Linked DNA regions of Sus scrofa: region 1 is linked to region 2. Evidence: chromatin contacts called from public HiChIP or PLAC-seq data. All regions are on one chromosome and are shown on one strand. The core of a region is the stretch at or near the end of the contact, and the rest is flanking DNA. Distances in the headings are between cores, read along the strand shown.

Region 1 (5,679 bases), core at 1,159-3,658, 250 kb before region 2:
TCCTAGCCGTGACAATCAGAGAAGGAAATAAAGGGAATCAAAATTGGAAAAGAGGAAATAAAACCATCACTGTTTGCAGATGACATGATACTTACTATACATAAAAAATCCTAAAGATATTACCGGAAAACTTCTAGAACTCAGTACAGTTGCAGAATACAAAATTAATATACAGAAACCTGTTGCATTTCTATACACTCACAATGGAAGATCAGAAAGGGGAATTAAGGAAACAGTCCTGTTTACCATCACACTGAATGGTTCTGAACCTGTCTCTAAGGTCTGGCCAAGCGTGGTTCTTGCGTCTGTCCTGAGAGGAGACCAAGCTTCCAGTGTGGCACAGTGGCCAGGCGTGGGTTTTTGACAGGGCCATGGGAAGCTGTGGACAGAATTTGATTTGTGGGCTGGTGTATCCACACACACATGCTCCTTCTGCTATAGGACAGATGGGAGTAGGAAGAGAAAGAGCTCTCCATTTGTACTATGCAACAGGCAGGTGTGGACCCATCACTCCCCCTCACAGACCAGGAGTGCATGTTTGTTTACCTCTTTCTCAGTTCCTTGTGCAATTCCTGGCCCCAGGATTGGTCTGCTGCCTCATTTCTCCTTCCTTTGCTCTGACCTATGTTTCTGCAGCAGCAGAACCATCAGTGTCAGTGGCTGGGTCACCTCCTGCTCCCTCTCCTTCTCTCCTCTTCCTCACCTCTCCCAGAGGGGGATCAGCATAGGCTTCTTAAGAATCCTAGCCCACACCTGTAGCTAGAGTGACATGTCAAAGCAGAGGTCACAAATTCAGCAAGGGATCAGGCAAATAGCACAACTTGACATTTCTGGCTAGGTGTCAGTACCAGGGAGACATAAGGCCTGCAGTAAACAGGGACAGCCAGGCTCCTTCTAAAGTGGCTCCAGCTAATTGTTGCTGTGGAGAAGGTGGGCTAGATGTCATTCTTTTGATTTTTAAAATTTTTTTTTAATTTATTTTATTTTTTATTTATTTATTTTTGTCTTTTTAGGGCCGCACCCGCAGCATAGGGAAATTCCCAGGCTAGGGGTCTAATTGGAGCTGTAGCTGCCGTCCTATGCCAGAGCCACAGCAACTCGGGATCCAAGCCACATCTTCGACCTACACCACAGTTCATGGCAACGCAGGATCCTTAACCCATATGAGCAAGGCCAGAGATCAAACCCACAACCTCATGGTTCCTAGTCGGATTCGTTAACCATTGAGCCACGATGGGAACTCCTGATATATATATATATATATATATATATATTTTTTTTTTTTTGATAGAGAGCAGGAACCTTGATTTTATTTTATAAATTTATATTGATGAAAAAATTTTGCTTGTTCTGGCAGTAAACAAACGATGTTGCAGCCATCAAGCCATCACATTACAGCCACCCAGAGCAGTGCACCCTGAGGAGACTCGGGATGAGAAAGCCCAGGATACTGGTCCCAGATAGCTGAAGTACATATCACAGGAATGATTTCAGTGAGCTTGGACTCTTGCATCTTCCCGTACATAGAAAAGTGCTAATAAATTACTTGACTTGAGATATCTGGTTTTCTTTCATTAACAGTAATTTTTTTGATGTTCTGATGTGGTCTTTGTTGCAAAAGCTCCTATATATCCTGGTTCCTCCCATACGTCTTTGGAGCAGTCCCTTAGAGTGCTCTGAGAGACTCTGGGCATCAGTTCTTAATTTTGTCCACCAAATAGAACATAATTCTCAATTTTTAGGTTGTGCACTTTTTTCAGTTGACAGTTCCTACCTACCTAATTCAAAATTTTAGCACAGCACAACATTGTAAATCAACTATACTTTAATTTTAAAAAATAAAATTTTCTTTTTTTCCTATAGTGCCCACCAAATAAAACCCAGGCACAGAGAGGCCAGATAGGTCAGCCACATTTATTATCACTTATAAAATTAAATACCTATGCCAGGAGTTCCTGTCGTGGCGCAGTCGTTAACGAATCCGACTAGGAACCATGAGGTTGAGGGTTTGATCCCTGCCCTTGCTCAGTGGGTTAACGATCTGGCGTTGCCCTGAGCTGTGGTGTAGGTCGCAGACGCGGCTAGGATCCCCCATTGCTGTGGCTCTGGTGTAGGCTGGCAGCTGCAGCTCTGACTAGACCCCTAGCCTGGGAACCTCCATATGCCACGGGAGCGGCCCAAAGAAATAGCAAAAAAAACCAAAAAAACAAAAAAAACAAACCTATGCCAAATCCACTTAGCTAGCTGAAGCAAGCAGGGAGCGCCCTGACACGTGGTTTGCCCTGACCTCACTGAACTCCAGATAGTATGAGGAAATACGTTGTTTTCACAGGCTATTTTTGCAGCCTGATATGCCCTTACCACCCTCTTCCATCTGGTAAACTCCAAAAGTCTCTGGATGACTCATCTCCACCCTCACCTCCCTTGAAAGCCTGGGCTGACCACGCACCCAGACCAGCCTCCCGGTGTTTACCACTTCCTGCTCATTGCTCCTTATTCTCTGTTACAGCCCTTATCACACTGTTTTATAAGTTTACCTGCCATCTACCCCTAGACAGCACACGTCTTGAAATCTAGGATTCTATCTTGTTAGTTCTGTGCTCCCAGCTCCTTGGCACTTAGCTGACACAGTGCTTATGTAATGAAGGAGTAAACAACACATATCAGTAAGGAGACCCATGTCAGGAAGCTGCTGGATATAGTTCCAAGGTGGTATTTGTGACAATGAGTGTATCATTTTAAGAGTTTAGGAGTGGGGTGGGGCTGGGGGGGAAACTGCTCAGCCGGATTTTGCCAAAGAATTTGCATTTGAACTGGGAAACAGATTCTCCTGGGGCAGGGGGAGGAGCAAAAGAAGAACGAAATGAAAATGAAGGCTGAAAGGACAGAAAGACCTGGTGGGCTCAGATGGTGAGGATGGCAGGGAAGCAAGTGAAAGGCAGTGACTGAAATGGAGGGCTCTTACAGGAGGACCGTGGGGGGAGGGCAGTGTAGAGGTGACCCGACGTCGTGGCATGTTCAGGAAGTGCTTCCAACCCCCTGATGACGGCCACCGCCCCAGGGAAGGGTTTTTTTTTTTCCTTCCACTGGTGGTAGAAGCGCCCTTGCAGGTTCGTGGATGCGCCACCGTGAGGCCTGAGCGCGCAGCTACACCTGAGTGGCTTTTACCGCCACCGAGAGAAAACCACTGCAACTTAAGTGGTATTTACATATACACAGATTTCTCCTTACAGCAGCTGAAGTCAAGCAAAAGTAAGACCACACCACTCATCTCGCAATCAGTCACTCCCTTTCTGAGGCTGCCTTGTCTCCTGTTTTTCTCCTAAGTAGTCTGTATATGCTTTAGGGGCAGAGGTTTATTCATTTTTGCTTCTCCACAGGGCCTTACGCTCTGAAGATGTTAAAAAACAACAACAAAACAAACTCTGGGAGTTCCTGTCATGGCGTAGTGGAAACGAATCTGACTAGGAACCATGAGGTTGCGCTTCAATCCTTAGCCTCGTTCAGTGGGTTGAGGATCTGGCATTGCTGTGAGCTGTGGTGTAGGTCGCAGTCTTGGCTCTGAACCTGCGTTGCTGTGGCTCTGGCGGTGGCGTAGGCCAGCAGCTGTAGCTCCTATCGGACCCCTAGCCTGGAAACCTCCATATGCCTTGGGTGTGGCCCTAAAAAGCAAAAAATAAATTAAAATATATTAAAAATTAAAAAAATCTGTTCAGTGCATTTGTATGAAGATGATGTCTCATAGTAAGTTTGTTTAAAGTTCTAAAAACAAGTGGAATAAGCCAGGCACCAAAGGACAAAGTTTGTGTGAGATTCCCCTGGTGTGAGGTACCTAGAACGCTCAAACTCAAAAGGGCAAAGTAGAATAGTGGTTACTAGGGGTTGAGGGGAAAGTGGGATGGGCAATTTTTGTTTAATCGGTAGAGAGTTTCTGTTTGGAATGATGTCTTTTTGGAATTTTTTTTTTTTTTTTGACCCATGCTTGTGGCATGTGGAAATTATGTTTTAATTTGGACAAATTTCTTTTAAAACTAGCTGCAAACTATCATCCTTGAAGTCCGTTTCATTAGATTAACAAGGTTAACCCTATCGATCCTCGTTTTCTACACACTCCTCACACTTGGTTTCCTGACCAACATTTTCAGTTATCTTCTTTAGAAAGGATAAACAGTAGATAAGTTTTCTGGATATTTACTGGTGTAAAATGACTTTGTCCAAATTAAAACAGAAGGTCCAAAAATATGTTTTTATGAAGAATTATAGAATAGACACTGAGCTATTTTAGATGAGAAAAGAAATTATCAGTACCATAATGAAAAGGCTTTTACTTCTCCCAATTATACGTGAGAGAGAACAATAAAAAAAAAAATTCCAAGACAAGGAGTTCCCTGGTGGTTTGCTGGTTAAAAAATGAAGCATTATCCTTGTAGCAGCTCTAGTTGCTACTGTGGTGTGGGTTCAATCACTGGCCCCAGAATTTCCATGTGCCACAAGTGTGGGTCAAAAAAAAATTCCAAGAAGACAAGGAAGTTATGATCCAAATTTGAAGTAAACTAGTATGTGATAAAAATTTAAGCAAATGTGGTAGTTTAAGAAAAGGGAATATGGGGTTCCCATTGTGGCTTAGTGGTTAAGAACCCCACTAGTGTCCATGAGGATGTGGGTTTGATCCCTGGCCTCACTCAGCGGGTTAAGGGTCCAGTGTTGCCACAAGCTGTGGCATAGTTCTCGGATGTGGCTCAGCTCCTGCACTGCTGTGGCTCTGGTGTAGGCCAACAGCTGCACCTCTGATTCGGCCTACTCTGGGAACTTCCATGTGGCACAGATGCGACCCTAAAAAAAAAAGAGAGAGAGAGAATCCATTTGACAATTTGCTAGGAACATTGTCCTTTGAGGTGTGGAGAATAGTGACATTGTAAACATAGGAGAACATGTAATAATATGTCATAACAACTAACTATTTATTGATTTCAGCTTGTATTATCAACCTAGAGACCAAGTGTGGGGGATAGTTTTGATTTCTGAACAGAATGCAAAATTTTTCAACCTTGGCAATGTAAATATTTTTAAAAACTATAAACATTTGTTATTTTTAAAACCACATATCATCGTGGAGTTTTATCAGCTGTGCTGATAGCGTTTTCATTGGATAAGAAAGGATTACTAAAGAAATTAGTAAGCAGGAGCTTATTTTTTGTTTGTTTTTTAAATCAAGGAAAACTGCCATTATCTACAAATTTGCCTTCTAGGAAACAGTCAGTCCCTCAACTCTAACCCCAGATGGGATGGCCAGAGGTACTAGGAAGTAGAGGTGGGAGAAAGGACAGGGTCAAGGGCACAGGGCCAAGACACATGGCAAACAAATTCTTTAAGAATAGAATCTAGGGGAGTTCTTGTTGTGGCTCAGTGGTAACGAACCCAACTAGTATTCATGAGGATACAGGTTCAATTCCTGGCCTTGCTCAGTGACTTAAGGATCCAGCATTGCCGTGAGCTGTGGTGTAGGTCACAGACGTGGCCCAGATCTAGTGTTGCTGTGGCTGTGGTATAGGCTGGCAGCTACAGCTCCAATTCAACTCCTAGTGTGGGACCCTCCATATGCCTGTGAGTGCAGCCCCAAAAAGACAAAAAAAAAAAAAAAAAAAAAATCCAGGGATTTTCCTGGTGGGACAATGGGTT
Region 2 (5,319 bases), core at 1,663-4,162:
TGTAAATCTGACAAAGGACTAATAGACATAATATATAAACATAATATATAAAGAGCCATAGACATAATATATAAAGAGCCCCCATAAGTCAATAAGAAACAGACATATGAAACAGTGCTTGACTTCATTAGTCATCAGAGAGACACAAATTAAAACCGCTATGAGAGGAATTCCCATCGTGGCTCCGCAGAAAAGAATCTGACTAGCATCCATGAGGACCCAGGTTTGATCCTTGGCCTCGCTCAGTGGGTTAAGGATCCGGTATTGCCATGAGCTGTGGTATAGGTCACAGACACAGCTTGGATCTGGCATGGCTATGACTGCGGTGTAGGCTGGCAGCTATAGCTCCTATTCGACCCCTAGTCTGGGAACCTCCATATGCCGTGGGTGGGGCCCTAAAAAAAAGACAAAAAATAAAATAAAATTAAAAAAATAAATAAAACCACTATGAGAGAACATTATATGACTACTAGAAAAGCTAAAATGAAAAAGACAATATCAAGTGCAGGTAAGGATGTGGGCAACTACAACTTTCATATGTCATTAAAAGCAGTATCAAATACATAACCAGGAGTTCCTGTTGTGGCTCAGTGGGTTAAGTACCGGACGTTGCCTCTGTGAGGATGTGAGTTTGATCCCTGGCCTCACTTAGTGGGTCAAGGATATGGTGATGTCGCAAGCTGTGGCATACGTCACACATGTGACTCAGATTTGCTGTTGCTATGGCCTCAGCTGCAGCTCCATTTTGACCCCTAGCCTGGGAACTTCCATATACTGCAGGTGCAACTGTAAAAAGAAGTAAAAGAGTATATACACAGGCAGACAGACAGACACACACACACAAAGTTTGAGACCTGAAAAGGAGTGGGTAACCTCGCTAATAAAAAGGAAAAAAAAATTCTGGGGAGCTCTTTGGCAATGTCTACTAAAGCAGAACACATTCATACCTAATACCTATAGAGTCCACTTCTGGGTAATACCTAGACACCTAAATCTTCATTAAGGGGTTTAGATCTGGGGTCACAAATTCAAACACACACACACAGAGGTTAGGTAAGTAATATCATTTACCAGCCAGATAAAAAAGGATCTATTTGCTGCCACATGCATGGACCTAGGATTCTCATACTAAGCAAAATCAGTCAGAAAGAGAAAGACAAATGCCATTTATCACTTATACGTGGAATCTAAAATAGGACACAGATGGAGTTCCTGCTGTGGTGCAACAGGATCAGTGGTGTCTTGGGAACGCTGGGACACAGGTTCAATCCCCTGCCTGGCACGGTGGGTTAAAGATCCAACATTGCTGCAGCTGTAGCTTAGGTCGAAACTGCAACTTGGATCTGATCCCTGGCCCAGGGCAGCCAAAAAAGAAAAAAAAAAAAAAAAAAAAAAAAGGACACAACTTATCTATGAAAGAGAAACAGACTCACAAAAAATATAGAGAATAGACCTGTGGTTGCCATGAGGGAGGGATGAGGACTAAATGGGAATTTGGGATTAGCAGATGTAAACTATTATATATTGAATAGATAAACAATGAAGTCCTACTGTATAGCACAAGCAACAATATTCAATATCCTATGATAAACCACCATGGAAAAAATATGAAAAATAATATTGTAAAAAATTACTGGCCAGAAGGGCACTCTCAGTGGAAATGATTTAAATGGACACCCTTTGGCAGAGCTGTCCTTCACCCTTCTGTTTGCTTTCCTCTGGAAGCAGCCCCTGCATGCCAAGATCTCAAAGTTCCACCTCTTCTCTCTCTCAAGTGATTGATTGCCCTTGGGTGGACACCTCACTCATGCCAGGCACATGGGTTCACTTGGGGCTCTGCCCAGACCCCCTTGCCTGGGCAGTGCACCTCCACCAGCTGCTGTGAGTGCTGGCTGCTAACAGCTCACAGCTGCCCCTGCTCTTGAATAGCCTTTTCCCAGAACGCTTGAGAAATTATGCCCCACCCCCACATAAGGCAAGCCACTGTCCATAACTGATGGATATGGGGGTCCAAAAGGCAGGCTCCCTTGTGTCAGGTGGGATAGCTGTAGTGCCCTGCATTCTTTAGATTCCACAGTGGGATCAGGCTGAGGCTAGACTTGCAGCTCTAGATCCTGCTCCATCCTATGTCCCTGCCTATTAAGTTTCTCCTGAGCACTCCCCAGTGAATCATTTGCACCAGTATCCCTCTGCTTCTACGGAACCTGAGGTAAGTCACAGGGCCCATAAGACCCACTTTCCTTAAAGAGCCGAAAGCCCAGACACACTCAAACAGTCACATCAATGTCACAACCACCAAGCGCTGGAGCTCAGTGTCTTCCCTCCCTGAGATGGGGTTCAGCCTCCCTCTGATTTCATAAAAGCTCCAGGGGCTTTCCAGTAATCCCCTTTTTTGTTCAAGTCAGCCAAAGTCCATTTCTCTTCCCTGAAACCAACATAACCTTAACTAATAGGATGGGGAATCCAGGCCTGACTTAACATGGCTTTGGAGATCCACCCAATGCTTTGAGGAACAATGTCAGTGAGACTCCCGAGAGGAAAATTAATTGATTACCCTTCCTATTCCCATGGCTTCAGTCACTAGAAGTGCTGCTAGGAATGCTCCCTATCCTTTAATCCTCCAGGAATTTGCCTTGCTGAGGAGTTAATTTGTTACCCGGGGCTCTGTTTCCCTGAGACCTCCTTGACTCCCGAGAGGCAGATCGAGCTAAATTCCTTCCACTGGTCGTCATCGTCTTGCATTTCTCTTTGTTTCTAGTCCTGTCCAGGATGCCTCTAGCATCTCTCTGAGGCTTCTTATCCCTCAAGTGCACTTTTCCACATTCTCTTGTCCTCCCTATGTGTGCATATGTATGTGGTGTGTTTGTACACATGCTCAGAAAGCCAACAGAGGCCATGAAGAAATCTCTGGAGAGTGGCCAGGTTTCAAATCACTCAGCCATGAAAGGGTGACACAATGCAAGCCTGATTAGTTCCACTCAGCATCATTCACTGATTCATCACAAAATTGATCCTTCTGATCCAGACTCTCCTCTCTCAATGGTCAAAGCAGCTTTTGTCTGAGCCAGGCATTGTGCCTCTATAGCCATTTTATGTAGTTGAGCCCAAGACAAGGGTCTATCCTAGCCAAATGTGGAAAGAGCTGGAAAATATTTTAAGATATTAACTTACAGTCTGTTTCCCAGTGGGGGTCTCCTCCGCTCCCCTTCCTTCACTTAAGCAGAACGTCACATGGTCTGAGGGGAGCCACGCTGCAGGGTGAAGGGTGAAAAGTTGACACATCATTTCTGGCTTGTTCCTAGTGATTGGTTCGTTCCGTAGACTGATGGTCCTCTGGTCTTAAAGCTCTCACATGAGGTTTGTTTGGTCCACACAGTCTTTTTTTTTTTTTTTTTTTTTTTTTTGCTGTACTCAAAGCATGTGGAGGTTCCTGTGCCAGGGATCAAACCTGCAACACAGCAGTGACCGAAGCCACTGCAGTGACAACACTGGATCCTTAATCCACTGAACCACAAGAAGACTCCCACTGTTCTTTTTAAAAGTCTGATTTTGGGGGGTTCCCATAGTGGCTCAGTGGGTTAAGAACTCAACATAGTGTCTATGAGGATGTAGGTTCAATCCCTGGCCTCGCTCAGTGGGTTAAGGATCTGGTGTTGCCTTAAGCTGAAGCCTAGGTCATACATGTGGTTTAAATCCTGTGTTGCCATGGCTGTGGCATAGACCAGCAGCTGTAGCTCCACTTCGACCATAGCCTGTGAACTTCCACAGGTGCAGCCTTAAAAAAAAAAAAAAAAAAAAAGCAAAAGTCTGATTTTGGCTACACAGGGCTCAGCTGTCCAGTGTACCTCAGGTCCCCAACACTCCCTACTGTCTGTCACCATCGACATTTCCTGCCTGGCCTCTTTCTGTGTACACTTGAATCTGTGACCACAACCTCAAAACCATTAAAGAAGATTATGCTCAGTGCCCTATATGCAAACATAGTCCTGAGGAAGAAACAAGAGGATTAAGAGAGGAAATTTCCCCCTCAGGAGGGCGACAGCCACAATGTAAGGCCCAGTGATGGCTATGACCATGATTCTACAGCACACAATTTAAATAACCACCTGAGGCATGGCTAATGGGTGAGAGGCCACTGTGGAGCAAGACAGCAATATTGGTCTAAGGTCAGAAGGAAGGGAGGGGCCAGGGTGTGTGTGCTGTGGTCTAGTGTCTAGTCTGCTCTCCATCCCCCTTCTCCTCCTTTTTGATGGAGCACCTTGATTACCTGTGGGAAACTGTCCCAACCCATGGTAGAGAGTCTGGGAGAGGATGTCCATTAAAGTGCTGTGGCCAAGGAGTATGCGTGACCAAGTGACCCAAACCAGGCTACCCACACTCTTTCCTCCAAGAATTTGGACCTTGAGCACAGGAACAGACGGGGAGAAAATCTGTCCTCCCTTGAAGGAACTGCCCATTAACTCCTGCTATCTAGACTCCTCAGGCACCCTAACTCTTCCTCTTCCTGGGGCCTATTTTGGGTCAGATTCTGTAAATTCTGGGACCTTTCCTTTTCATTCCAATAAGGTGTCTTTAGGGTCAGTCCTGTTGCTGGCAACCTGAGAACTCTGCCTTGTACAAGAGGTATCCTGGAAAATATAGGATGTGAGCTGACGAGAATAGCTTATTCCAGGTGAGGAGCATGCTCTCAGGGAAGCCTCTAGAGATCGCCGCTCCGCCTGGCTCAAGGGGAAATGTCAAGGGAGGAAGTGTGCGAAATGGGGGGCGGGAAGGGCTAGAATGGGAGAGTCTTTTCCTATTTGTCTTCAGGGTATGGCCTTTCCCCTAGAGCAGAGGTTCCTGTGATGTTGTTGTACACACTGCTGGGCTGTAATCAGCGAGCAAACGAGTTAGATCCAGTCCGCAGAGGACTGGGCAGGATGCATTAGAAACTGGGGATGCTTTGGAGTTTCCTTTGTGCTCAGCAGGTCAAGAACCCAACACAGTGTTTGTGAGGATGTGGGTTTGATCCCTGGCCTTGTGCGTCAGGTTAAGGATCCAGCATTGCTGCAAGCTGTGGCGTAAGTCGCAGATGTGGCTTGGATCCAGGGTTGCCATGGCTGTGGTTCCCTAGCCTGGGAACTTCCATATCCTGCAGTTGTGGCCATAAAAAGAAAAAAGAAAAAGAAGAAAAGAAATTGGGGATGCACCAAGGAAGTGGGTTCAGTAGGAAGTCTCAGCCACCAGGTGAGCTGAGGCAGCAAAGTGTTGGGAGCCAAGACTGAAGAGAAATAAGAGCAATGGAGGAGGAGAGAATATGAGAAGACAGTAACTGTCTGC

What was found. HiChIP or PLAC-seq counts read pairs in DNA pulled down with a chosen protein or histone mark.
Region 1: an H3K27ac HiChIP or PLAC-seq map of alveolar macrophages shows a contact between it and region 2. The contact joins two enhancer-like sites. A contact is called at or near these places in 4 of 47 Hi-C or Micro-C datasets (embryonic fibroblasts, liver, mesenteric adipose tissue and 1 more) and 1 of 2 datasets of contacts at active chromatin or transcription factors (alveolar macrophages).

The regions. Positions count from the first base shown.
Region 1 is chr13:21,896,355-21,902,033 of Sscrofa11.1, reverse strand. No RefSeq gene overlaps it. Among named protein-coding and RNA genes, the nearest start is that of TRANK1, 14 kb to the left of the region's middle. Within about 2 kb of position 2,408, at least 57 of the 83 cell types and tissues checked have an H3K27ac peak or open chromatin away from gene starts, as enhancers often do. A contact at or near this core is called in alveolar macrophages, where this site is marked.
Region 2 is chr13:21,648,229-21,653,547 of Sscrofa11.1, reverse strand. It overlaps LOC100737115. Among named protein-coding and RNA genes, the nearest start is that of LRRFIP2, 16 kb to the left of the region's middle. Within about 2 kb of position 2,912, at least 18 of the 83 cell types and tissues checked have an H3K27ac peak or open chromatin away from gene starts, as enhancers often do. A contact at or near this core is called in alveolar macrophages, where this site is marked.